Regions from separate parts of the Mus musculus genome. Here region 2 is linked to region 1. The links are chromatin contacts, called in public Hi-C maps. All regions are on one chromosome and are shown on one strand. Each heading gives the region's core, a stretch centred on a gene start, on an enhancer-like site or on the middle of the called end of the contact. The rest is flanking DNA. Distances are from core to core; before and after follow the strand shown.

Region 1 (6,318 bases), core at 2,171-4,670:
TGGTGGGAAGAAGCTCTCAGATAACCCTGGAGCCATGAGTTAGTCACACCCCAGAGACTTCTGACACAAGTAAGTAGTTATACCTTGATTCCACCAGACCTTGTGTAAAGTGACGCTAGGGTTTCTGAGGGCTTGTAAATGAGCTACATCCAGTGTGGTACAGGATGAGGGGAGGAATAGGCAGGGTAGCCACAGACCCTGGGAAAGTGATGGAACAGCTCAGAGAAGCCAGAGGCTGGGCTGGGCTTGATGTCTGCTGATCCCCGGTTGCCAGGGCTTCTCTGCCTCAGTCTCTTTAAGGGGATAAAGAGGAGGAAACGGAACTCTGTCAACAACCTGTTCCTCCCTAACACTCTGGGAACTGATTCAAGACTTACTTAAGAATGCCCTCCCCACTTCATGGAACTAGCAGTCTAGTGGGACAGACAAACAGAAGATGGCTCCCCAGGATCCCCACCTATGTTTTCAGGGCTGTAGCAGATCTGTGCCAAGGCCTGTTGTACGCATGGGCCCCTCGCTCCATAGGAGTCTTCTCAGAGGAAGGGCCGCTTAACTATGAAAGGAACTGTTAATGGCAGCTGCCCCTGTAAAGACCTAACGCAGGTGAGGGAAATGTTGTAAGAAACCCAGAGGACAGAGGGTTTAGGAACTGGCCGTAAGGAGAAGAGATGGGCCAGGGCCCCCTCCAGGAGAACTAAGACACTTAAGCTCTATCTAGAAGACCTTGGGAGGTCTGCAAAGGATAGACAAGATGGGCTCAAGCTCTAGTGGCTTAAGATCCCTCTATGGCTGAGGGATAACTCACCTTGGCAAAGACTCACCATGCAAGCTCAAGTGTTGATCCCCAGGCCCACAGAGGCAGAGTGTGTGTGACGCTGGGCATGGAGGTATATGCTTGTAATCATAGTGTTAAGGAGATGGAAACAGGCAGCTTCCTGAAGTTTGCTGCTCAGCTAGTCGGGCCTAATTGGCAAATTCTTGGCCGGTGAGAAATGCTCTCTCTGAAAGCAAAGTAGATTGTTTACTGAGGAATGATGCTAAGGTTGTCCTTTGGTCTCCACACACTTGGGCACACATGTGTATATGCTTGCACAAGATTCCTCTCATTGCAACTAGAAAGGAGTCTGGAGGCAAGGAGACAGGTTAAGAGGCAATACTTTCCTAGCTGTTACTAAATTCCTTCCTAGGGGGGAAGTGTCTACCCTAAGGTCCAGAGGCAGGGTTTTTGCCAAAGTTCCCTCTGGAGAATCAATGCCTTTACTGGGCTTCCTTATAAAGCATAAGTAAGGGGATATTTACAGGGGTGTGGATGCTCTTTCCCCCAACAGGTCATGCTTAGAAAGTCTTTACCCAACAGGGATGAGGGCTTCCCTGTCCCAGCTTCTATATTCTAGCCCCTCTGAGAGGCCACATGCAACTAAGGCAGAGTCTCGTAAAACAGGTTCTATGGACCATCTGGACATGCAGGTGAAGGCCTCGTGATCCTCTCCACCCCTCTATGAAGGGGTGTCAATAGTTAGCCCAGCCAGGAGGTTTTGCAAGAGGTGTACATCTGAACTCCCCAAGATGGCGGTTGCTTAACCCAGAAGACAGTCACATCCCTTCAGAGGCACCTCGGGCTGGGTAGGGGGCAGAAACTGGAAATTATAAGGAGAAGCATCTGGTATCTGACTTCGACGTGCCACTTGCCTACACACAGATACCAGAGCACAAGCCTCCTTGAAACAAGAGGCTGAAGTAGAGAGTCTGGTTTTCACTTTGGTCCTACACAGCATAGTTCCCTACCCCCTGCCCCCCACGGCTCTTCACTAGCTAGTGTTATAAGCACTAAGTCCAAGTTTGTGAATTCGTTCCCCAAACACTCCCAGCATGTGAGCAGCAGAGGGGAGGACGGAGCTCTGCAGACACCTGGCTCTTGCCCTCCAGGCTCTTCCAGTCAGCAGGGGAGATGGGCCATGTGTGCAAACAGCAGCAACACAAAGTCTGATGTGTCCAAGGCAGAACTTGATTGTTTTTAACCGAAGGCTGTTTGCAAGGGCAGTAAATGATTAAGGACCACATGAGTGGCACAGATGGTGGTTGCCTTCACAAGTTAGAAGCCAGGGAAAGCCCTCTTCACTGGGGGCCTTGGAGATGCAGAGGGGCAGGGCTACTGAGAGACAGGAACCAGGGAACTGGGTTCAAAGTCCCAGCTGGGCCATAAGGTGAGTAAGGTGACGGTACCTCTTTGTATCTTTATTTCCTCATGTAATAATAATAATAATAATAATAAGGAAAGGGGACTGATGATTTAGTGGGTAAACGACTACCGTGCAGACTGAGGACTTGAGTTTCAATTCCTGGAGTCCGATTCCAAGCTTTTCCTAGGAACCAGTGTTCCTATGGACAGATGGGAGGAGAATCTGCGATGCTCATGGGCCAACTAGCCTTGCTCATGGCGCAGCTAACAACAACAAAAGGACCCTCAGAAAGGTAGAACTCAAACCACGCCTGTGGCTGTCCTGTGACCTCCACATACACACCATGGCACATACAAACCTGTATTCACACACATCATAGACACATATTATGCATGTGGCCACTCACGTGTGGCCACTTACATGCACACACGCACGCACGCACGCACTCACGCGCGCACACACTAATGGGACTACTGAGGATATGACTGGGCTTGTAAACCTTTGCCCTGAGTTTGATCTCTAGCCCTGCATAAGGTCTATAATCCCAGCACTTGAGAGGTAGAGGCAGAGGACTCAAAAAGTCAAGGTTATCTTCAACCTCGTGTTGAGTGAAGGCTAACCAGAGCTACTTGAGACCTTACATTCATAAGGAGAGAGAGAGAGAGAGAGAGAGAGAGAGAGAGAGAGAGAGAGAGCCAGCCCTGTGGAAGCAGAAGGGAGATGGAATAATAAAGCGAATGTTCCTGTGAATGCTAGGGTATTCTGGTATTCTTCCTTTGTAGGGATTGGGATGCACTCAGCCATGGTCATAGTATGTATCTTGCACTCAGTGTTTTGGAGACAGGAGACTCTGAGAGTTGCAATCTTGGAATGGTTTACAGGACCGGGCATCTTTGGGCAGTGATGTCTATCTAGGTCACAGCATCTGTAAAATAGGGTAGACACTCCTACCCCCCTGTTTACCCTTTGGCAAGGGTTTCCAGAGCCATATGCAATTGCCATAGGAACTTCCCATTCTTAACCAGGTAGTTTTTAATCACTAACCTTCCTGGGTAGGGGAGAGCCCCCATGTTGCCCAGTTCTTTTGCCATCTGAAGCGCCTGCCCCCATGACTCTGCTCAGTGTGGGAGGGGACCCAAGTTCCAGCCCTCCCTCTGTGGTCCAGATAACACCAGGCCAATGGGGACCTGGCCTGGGGAAACGTCCCAGATAAACACCACCTGCCCCAGATAACCAGGGCCTATCAGCTTGGCATCTTGTTCTCCAAACCACAGGCGCTGGTGATAAAGGGATTGCAGGGGAGGTGGGGGAGGGTACTGCTGAAAGTTTCACAGGGTTTTGTTAAGGTGGCTGTTGTTTGCAACAAATGTTTGGCCCTTTCAGGAACAAACAAGTCCTCTGGTAGTCAGGGCCTGCCAACTCGCCTTCCCCTCCCTTCCTCATTTGCATCTCGAATCAAAAGCCAGACAGCCATTTGTCCCCTTTGCTGCGGTTCTACAAGGAGGACAAGAAGGCATCAGAGATGAGATTAGGAAGTGACAGACAGGCAAATTCCACTTAAAGGGTGTGTGTGTGTGTGTGTGTGTATGTGAGTGTGGGAGTGGGGGGATTCTTACTCAGGAACACCAGTGTTTACTGAGTACTTTCTATGTATTTGATCTAATGCTGCCTTTGCTTCCATTCTCCAGGTAAGGTAGCTGAGTCTGAAGATCACAAGTCACAACTAGAGTCTAGGCATAAAGGTTCTAAACCCTGCTTACCTTTGTCCCCAAACCTGTGCCCATATCTGGGTGTTCCTAGGACCTGAAGACCAGCATCTGCCCTCCTGGGTCCAAGGACCTTTGAACCACTCCTGGAAGCTGTCTTTCGCGTCAAGGTTGGGATGGCTGTTTTCCTGGCTTACCAGCTCCCAGTTCTTAGCATCCTTGGTGATCTAAAGCAGGCCCACCTTCCTACCTTTGAGCCGTTGCTCAAATGCTGCTGTCTCAGTACAGGTTTATGCCACTATTCTGCATACGTACTGGTCTGCTACGCACCCATGTTCTCTAGTCTATCACCTCTACCATGTCGGTCTCATAAGATAGACAGAGACAAAGAGGGCCAGTGTAGAGATGAACCATGCCCAGAATCTAGCAGCCAGTGAGCGAGAACATGAGCTAGAGAATGCTAGAGGAGAAAACTGGGGGTCAGTTTTTACTCGCCAAAAGAACTCACTGTTAACTAAAGCAGTCACAAGAATGAAACCCTGGGTCACTTAGGTATTCTTATCACAATTATTGAGTGTGTGCATGTGTATAGAATGTGTGGGTAGGTCAGAAGACAACTTACAGGAATCGATTCTTTCCTTCTGCCATGTGAGCCCCTGAGATTGAACTCAGAGAGTCAGATTTGGAGGCAAGCATCTCTACCCACTGAGCCATCTCACCTATCCAAACCTAGGCCTCTTGGTTTGCAGTGTAGGGTCCTTCCCAGGCTCCCAGAGTGGGGATAGATGCTCAGACACATAGAGGTTAATGAGACGGACACAAAATGTACACATTTTCAAGTATACATTCACACAGACAATCCTGTGATACCACGTGGGATCACTCCCCCAGACCATGTCAGGAAGCAGTCCCTGCCTGTCAAGATTTGCTCCCCTCCCCTCTTTCCTCACCCAGGAGGTGGGGGGTCCATCTGTAGAACAGCACCAAGCCACGAGGCTCCACGCTGTGCTTAAAAAGGCCACTTAATTTTTCATTCTTAAATGCTGAGATGCTCTTGTCTCCAGCTTCGCCCAGACCCCTCCGTGGAGATGGATGGGGGCACGGAACACAGTTATCAGAAAGATTAAGCCAGGACTTGTCATTTTTTTATATCACAGAGCAGTCAGCTCGACGAGTGATGTCCTCCACTCCGCCAGGATGAGTCCAGAACCTTTAGTGCCAGTAGTAAAAAAGACTATAAAAAACACCATTGGAGAAAGGGTAATGATGAAATTTAACTGCTCCCGATCACACACCTGGGGTCTGCTCACCACGGAACCAGGGGGTTCGGCCACATCATCCTTTACTGCTGTGTCCTTGTCTGTGCATCTAAGGTCCTTCCACTGAACCAGAACGTTGTGTCCACTGCAGAGAGCCGGGGCTGCCTGCCCTGCTCCGCCCCCACAGCAGGTGCTGAAGGAACAGCACTGACTCCACCCTTAGAGGCCAAAAAGGAGCCTTGGGGCACAAACTTCCAGGGGTCATACCTGGAGCTCAGGGTTGTACAGGAGCTACAGTCAGCACTGCTACTGAAAACAAGGTGGGACCGGCCTGTTTACTGCTGGCTGCTGTGATTTCCCTCCTTCAGTTTCCCTCCCTCCCTCCCTACCTCCCTCTACTTTGCTTTTATGTGTTGGGTACTTTGCTAGGTACACAAGTACCACCTGCTCTTCTTACTGATCTTCGACATTTCCTCCTAGCTCACCCATTCTTGACACTGGAGTCCACCCCATAACACCTCTGCATATCTCCTAATGTTCCCTTCTAGCCACCGTGACATCCTTCAAAACTGTTAGCTCTCCCCAGCTTCTGGGCTCTTGCACACATCACTGTGCTCCCCTGCCTGGGGTCCTTGGGTGACTATCACCTTCCCATTGGCAGGTCAAAGGCACCTCCTCCAGGAAGCTCTCCCTGCCATCCTCTGGGCCTGCTTCCTTCGCAAAGCTTCCTGCATTTACCCTGATGTGTGTGCTTCACCTAAGGGCTCAGCACTGCTTATCAAATCCACTGGATGGAGAGCCCAAGTGGAGGACACACTTCTGGGTCTTGAGACTTAACTGTAAATCAGATGAACTCCCAGTCATGTTCCAATAGAGGTGGATAGACTAGGGTTGGCACCCTCATATCAATAAAGGCGTGTCTGAATTTAATCCTCCCCTGTTAGGTAGGTGACTTATCCTGATCATGCCACTAAGGATCCTTGGTGCAAAATAGAGCTTCTAGACCAGGTCTCACTGCACAATGGTGTCTCCTCTCTACCCCACCTGTCTCTAGCTCACTGGCCTCTTGCTATGCCCAGTAAGACCATATGCTCTGTCCACTGATTAAGAACAGGCCTACCTTCCTACCTTTGAGCCGTTGCTCAAATGCTGTTGTCTCAGTACAGGTTTATG
Region 2 (6,222 bases), core at 2,218-4,717, 220 kb before region 1:
TGACCAGCACATGTCTAGAAGCATGTCTGGCTTCATCTCACAGGCAGCCCCCCTTCTGAGGAACTGTCCGAGACTGGTGGGAAGTGGAGTTCTCTCCTCACACCCCACACTCCCTGCCAGCATTGGGCCACAGAATTGTTTCCCCTGGTTACTGGGGAAGAGCTGGAGGCAGCAGCCAGCCCTGTGCCCCACCCACTGCCTACCAAAGCCTGCTCCATCGATACCAGCCCCACTGCAGCATGCCAAGAGTCTTCTGTGTTCATCTGACCTCATGTTAATCAGAACCTTCCCTTCGTACCCCATCAAAGCCCCGGACAGTCACAGTATCCTTCATGTTGCTTCAAAGGTCCATTCTTAGTTCTCAGGTACTTGACAGGTCTACAGCATCTAGCACATATGGTCATTCTGATTTTGTCTTGTTTTGTTTTTAATCACCTTTTTTTTCAGCAATCAAACTCAGCTTACACTAGGCAGACACATTGTCCGTGAGTCACAGCCTCACCCACTCCCCCTGGCCGTCCCTTTGCCTCTGCACTCTCCTGTAGGCATCTCCAGTGAATTCTCTTTGATCCCATGACCTCCAAACACTGTCATGTTCCAAGTCTCAGGCCTTGGATCTCTTTTGTGTAAATTGGCTTAATTTTTCCCCCCTAATCTAGTTGCCTAGCTTCATTTATTCCCTTGTATTGGCTTTTTGAGAAAAGGATCGGCTATGTAGCCAACCTCAGATTCATGATTCACAATCCTCCTGTTTCAGTGTCTCAAGTTCATATATATACATATATGTGTGTGTGTGTGTGTGTTGGGTATGTGTGCTACAGTGTGTGTGCATGTAGAGGTCAGAGAACAACTCTCTGGAGTTGGTTCTTTCTTGCCATTATCTATTTATTTATTTATTTATATATTTATTTAGAGATGGGGTTTCTTTGTGTATCCTTGGCTGTCCTGAAACTCACTCTGTAGATCAGCCTGGCCTTGAACTCACAGGAACCTGCCTGCCTTCCAAGTGCCGGGATTAAAGTTGTGTGCCGCCACCACCACCTCCCCCATCACTGTCACATTTAAACTCCTGACTTTCTTTCTTCTTCTTCTTCTTTTTTTTTTTTTAAATTAAAGGCAGGTTTATTTTGAGTTCACTGTCCCCAAGGACCAAGGCCAGGGAAGTGGCCATGGGGAAAGGGGAGGGGGGAAAGGGCAGAGAGAAAAAGAAAAAGGGTACTCCTGACTTTCCATTCCCCAGTTCCAGATTACTCCACTCCTCTGCTACACAGCTCTCTCCCTCCGCTCCCACAGTGGGCATTTCAGACTCCTTGTTTCCAGGTCTGACCATGGCTATCTGTTTTTCTAGGACCTGCCCAGCTCAGTTGTCCAGCCCAGACATTACCTCTGACTTCTTGATCCCACAGCTATGTCCCCAGATCCTTGTCCTTGGAGTTACTGTCACACCATCCCCATTTCTCACTGTTTCCTCTGCTACCCTTGTCGGAGTCCCCAGCTCCCTGGACTGGGGCTTGGGCCTCAGCATGGCAGGCATAATGATTCTGCTGAGGCCCGAGTCACACTGCGTCACTTGGCTCATAACCTTTCAAAGCACTAGGTCTGTGGTTCATACTTGTAATCCCAGTACTTGATTGAGAAACTTAAGACAGGAAGATCACCATGGGTTCAGGCCAGCCTGGGAGATATATATATATATGATGTATATGAGTACACTGTCACTCTCTTCAGACACCCCAGAAGCGAGCATCAGATCCCATTACAGATGGTTGTGAGCCATGGTGTGGTTGCTTGAAATTGAATTCAGGACCTCTGAAAGAGCAGTTAGTGCTCTAAACCACTGAGCCATCTCTCCAGCTCATGAGCTCATATCTTAAAAACTAAGACAACTGTTCAAAGCTTTTTTTATTAGTATAAAAGCCCTATGTTTCCAGTGACCCTTGAGACCTAACCCTATGTGATCATTGTCCTGCCACTGGCCAACTTAATAGTCTTTAGGTATGACAGGTGGGTGGGGTCTTCGTGCCTCCATACTTGCAGATCTTCCTGGAAGTCTGTAACCTTCTCCCACTGTCTATGAGAACTTACTCGTTAGTTATCTTCAGACCCGTCTTTTTGCCATCGCTTCAAAGGGGACTTCTACCATCACTGTGTCCCACAGCTGGGATTTTAGTCTGTATGTTCTTGACCTTAGTGCCCAGAGCAAATCCAGACCAGGTAGAGGTCCTGGCTGACTTCCTAAGTTGAAGACATTTCTCAGTGAATGTGCGTGTGCAAGGCTGGACCTGTCCTTGACCGTGTAGCTCTGATGAAGATTCGGTGCACCAGCACATGGCATTTTCTTTCCTCTTCTAGGCCAAGGCCCAGCAGGGGTGGCTCGTGGTGGGCACAGTGGGCTGCCCAGGTCCTGAGATCTCCCAGTCCTCCAAGGTCCCCATCACTAGCTGCTTAGAGTTCGTCTGGGACCGGCCTACCCTCCTGGTGCTGGGTAGGTAGGGTATACCTGCTTTTATATTTGCTGATGTCATCTGCATGTGGACATCATTTGCATGTGGACATCTGGCTAATACTGTCTCGTGTTCTGCAGGCAGTGAGGGCTCTGGTCTGTCCCAGGAGGTTTTTGCCTCCTGCCAGCTGCTCCTTACTATTCTGCCCAGACGCCACCTGCCTCCTGGTCTTGAGTCCTTGAATGTATCTGTGGCCACAGGTGAGTCTACCCCTCCCCTCCCCTTCCCTCCCCTCCCCTTCCCTCCCCTCCCCTCCCCTCCCCTCCCGTTTTCTGATTGATTTAACCTGAACAAGCTTCCCGCTCTGTGCTTCCCTTGTGTGTGTAAAGCAAGCGTGCCCTGCCTGTGTTGTAACCCTATCCTCTTCTTGCCTTTAGGTATTCTTCTACACTCCATTTGCAGTCAGAAGAAGGGTTTCCCTGTACAGGAGAGAGGACAACTTCTCCAAGACTCCTGAGAACCCTTAGCTACGTCTGAAGGACTCAGAGAGGCCCAGTACCCAGGACTACTACCACTGTGGTCAGAAAAACCGGCCAAATGTGGGCTGACATTGACTGTCTGAGATGTGCGTGTGTAGGAACCGCAATGAGTCACACATCCGTCCTCAGGCTTGGATGTAATGGGCCCTCTACTTGTAAGAGCCTGTTTACTGGCTACAGTCAGGAGAACTTTAGAGACCAAAAGAAGTTTCGTATCCAGTTGGAAATGGTAGTTCGCTAGTTTCCAGGACGGGTTAGGACAGACAGTATCTGTCCTGGATCCCAGTGGAAGTCAGGGGGCTGTTCTTGGCATGCGGAGGAGCAAGGCAGTCCAGCGCAGGGTGTGTGGGATGTGAGGGTGAGTTTGTAGAGGGAAGCTGACTGAACAGATGCATATTCCTGTCTCTTGGGATGATGGGGATAGGACACCAGATCTCATCAGCGAGCCCTGAGCCGCTGAGCTGTCATGCCCAGTCTCTCCATTAGGTGGCAGTCTTGCTCTTTGCACCATGGTTTTGCAGGCCCCTTGCAAGGAGAGCCCTCTGTGGAGGTGGGAGTGGAAGGCTTAGAGATAGGGAAAATAGCCAACAGCTTCTAGACACTGGCCAGTCCAGCCCCGTGGAGGGAACCTGTGATCCCAGGCCCTTGTTGCCTCTTTGAGTCTGAGAGGCTGTGAAATCAGGATTACTTTTGTGGAATCCGACTAGGCTTGCCCCGTCCTCTAGAGTCCCACAAGTGGAGCAGAAGTGATATTGCCAAGTAGTGGTTTCACTCTGGGCTGCATGCTGGAACACCTAATAAGCTTTAAAGGAACAAGGCCAACACAGCAGCTACTGTGTGCTGCTGGGAAGGGCAGGAACACCCTGGGCAGTACCATTTCTTTTTGTTTTTGAGGCAGTTCTGTGTATCTATGGTCTCCTGAAACTTGCTATTTAGCCGAGGATAACCTTGAACTTTTGATCCTCTTACCCCACTATGCCCAATTTATATGTTGCTGAGGATAGATCCCAGAGCTTTGTGCAAGCTGGCATTCACTCTGCCAACAGAGCTACATCTGAGCCCTAGGCTGGATAATTCTCTGTTGTAGGAACCGTCCTGAGCATCGTGAGAGGTATCCACCAGATGGCAAGAAGTCTGCACCCTATCTCTCATTATGAAACCAAAACTGTCTCCACACATGGACGGGTATCTGACCGACAGCCCTGAGGGTGGGATGGGAGGACAGCAACCCTTGAATTGGAATCCTGGATGTTGTAAGAGTTGGGGTGAGTTGCCTCCATGCCTCCTTTATATCCTCGGAAGATGTATGTAGTAGGTGCTCAATAAATAAACACTCCTTTCCTCTGTAATCTCCCTGGAGTTGATTTGTAGGTTCCTAACAGCTATGTACACTTACTACAAAATTTGAATCTGTTTACAGAGGACCTATAGTAGTAACGTGTCTTGTTGCTGTTTGGGAAATGCCTGACAGAAACATCTAAGGGAAGGGTTTGAGTTTGAGGAAATACTGTCAATTCATCATACCAGGGAAGACACAGCAGCAGGATGGGTGTGAGGCAGTGCACCCCATCACGGCAGGAAGTGGGGTGAAGGGTGCTGATGCTCCCTTTTCCCTTTTCATTTAGCCCAGGACTCCAGCCATGGCACAATGCTCCCCACACTCAGGGAGAGTCATCCCTGAGTCCTCCCTGGAACACCCTCACAGCCATGCCCCCAGGTGTGTCTCCCAGGTGATTCCAAACCCAGGCAAACAATAAAGATGAACCGTCACAGGGCCCACAATTGCCTTAAAGCTTTCCACCCAAGAAAGACAGTGAACCCTTTTGTCAGCGCCCTTCTCCGTGTGTCCCCAACTGCCACAGATGCGCCAAGGTCCACCAAGCTCGAGTCCAACAATGTGCTCCCTCACTCAAGAGCCTAGGGCAGGGATTTTTTTCCTTTTGTATTGTTTTCTTATTTTTATTAACTCATATAGAGGTTTTTAACATTGCCTGGCCTTGGAGCCATGGGGTAGGGAAGAGCTCTTAAAGCCCAGGGTCACTAGATCAATTAAATAGTGTCCTGGGACTGGAGAGATGGCTCAGTGGTTAGAGCAGTGGCTGCTCTTCCTGAGGTCCTGAGTTCATTCCCAGCACCCACGTGGTGCCTCACAACCATCTTGTAATGGGATCAGATGCCCTCTTCTGGTGTGCAAATGTACATGCAGGCAAAACACCATATACACAAATAAGTAAACCTTTAAAAATAAATAGATGTCTCCAGGGAAGGAGCCTGGTAACATTCTTGCCTTTCTTTCTTCTTTCTCTCACTCTAGAGTGTGTGTGCGCGTGTGAGTGCATGTTCATGAACGTGTGCATGCGACACACAGGTGGAGGTCAAAGGACAACTTGCTGGAGTCAGTTCTTTTCTTTTACCATGTGGGTTCAGGGGATTGAACTCAGGTCGCCAGGCCTCAGGACAAGTGCTTTTACCCACTGAGTCACCCGACCTGCCCCACTTTTTCTCTTTTGGAGGTCCTGGAGATTGAACCCAGGGTCACACTCTTACTAGGTAAACTTGACCACTCACCTATATTGTCAACCCTCTTTATTTTTTTGGAAACAGGGTCCCTGGCTGGTCTTGAATTTATCCTCTATCCCAAGCAGGCTTTGGACATGCAATCCCCCTGCCTCAGGTTCCTGAAGACCTAGGATTATCAGCCTAAGCCACCAGACCCGATGCATATTTCTTCTTGTTTGTTTTCTTTCAAGATTACTTTTTATTATGTGTGTGTCTGTGTGGCTCTGCGAGTCTATGCCTTCAGAGTCCAGAAGAGGGTGAGCCAGCGACAGGTGGTTGTAAGATGCTGGCCATGGGTGGTAGGAACCAACTCAGGTGCTCTGCAAACCATACAGTACATGGAAGCAGCTCTTAAGCCCCTCCTTTTCCTTTCTTTTGTAAATATTTTAATTTTGCCAGGCATGATATACCTGCCTTTAATCCCTGCACTCCAGAGGCAGAGGTGGGCAGATCTCTTTCAAGGCCAAATCAAGTTCCAGGACAGCCAGGGCTACACCTGTTTCAAACAAACAAATAAACACAGTTTTAATTAAAAAAAAAAAAGATGTATTTATTTGTCTCTATGTAAGTATATTGTCCCTGTATTCAAACATACCAGAAGAGGGCATTGGATCCCATTACAGATGGTTGTGATCCACTATGTAATTGCTGGGAATTGAACTCAGGACGTCTGGAAGAGT

Evidence for each region. Hi-C and Micro-C count contacts between places; a contact is called where the count stands out from the background.
Region 2: a Hi-C map of the MNK3 cell line shows a contact between it and region 1, with 5 times the contacts expected there. The contact joins two enhancer-like sites. A contact is called at or near these places in 1 of 39 promoter capture datasets (embryonic stem cells), 3 of 484 Hi-C or Micro-C datasets (the MNK3 cell line, embryonic stem cells and nephron progenitors), 2 of 115 datasets of contacts at active chromatin or transcription factors (embryonic stem cells and stem cell-derived neural progenitor cells) and 1 of 9 other capture datasets (embryonic stem cells).

The regions. Positions count from the first base shown.
Region 1 is chr11:84,590,228-84,596,545 of GRCm38.p6, reverse strand. No RefSeq gene overlaps it. Among named protein-coding and RNA genes, the nearest start is that of Lhx1os, 68 kb to the right of the region's middle. Within about 2 kb of position 3,420, at least 20 of the 459 cell types and tissues checked have an H3K27ac peak or open chromatin away from gene starts, as enhancers often do. A contact at or near this core is called in the MNK3 cell line, where this site is marked.
Region 2 is chr11:84,811,171-84,817,392 of GRCm38.p6, reverse strand. Mrm1 (mitochondrial rRNA methyltransferase 1) reads left to right here. Exons shown (of 5, transcript NM_145433.1): 3 at 2,353-2,485; 4 at 2,585-2,704; 5 at 2,882-4,332. The coding sequence ends at 2,961. Among named protein-coding and RNA genes, the nearest start is that of Mrm1, 5.2 kb to the left of the region's middle. Within about 2 kb of position 3,467, at least 58 of the 459 cell types and tissues checked have an H3K27ac peak or open chromatin away from gene starts, as enhancers often do. A contact at or near this core is called in the MNK3 cell line, where this site is marked.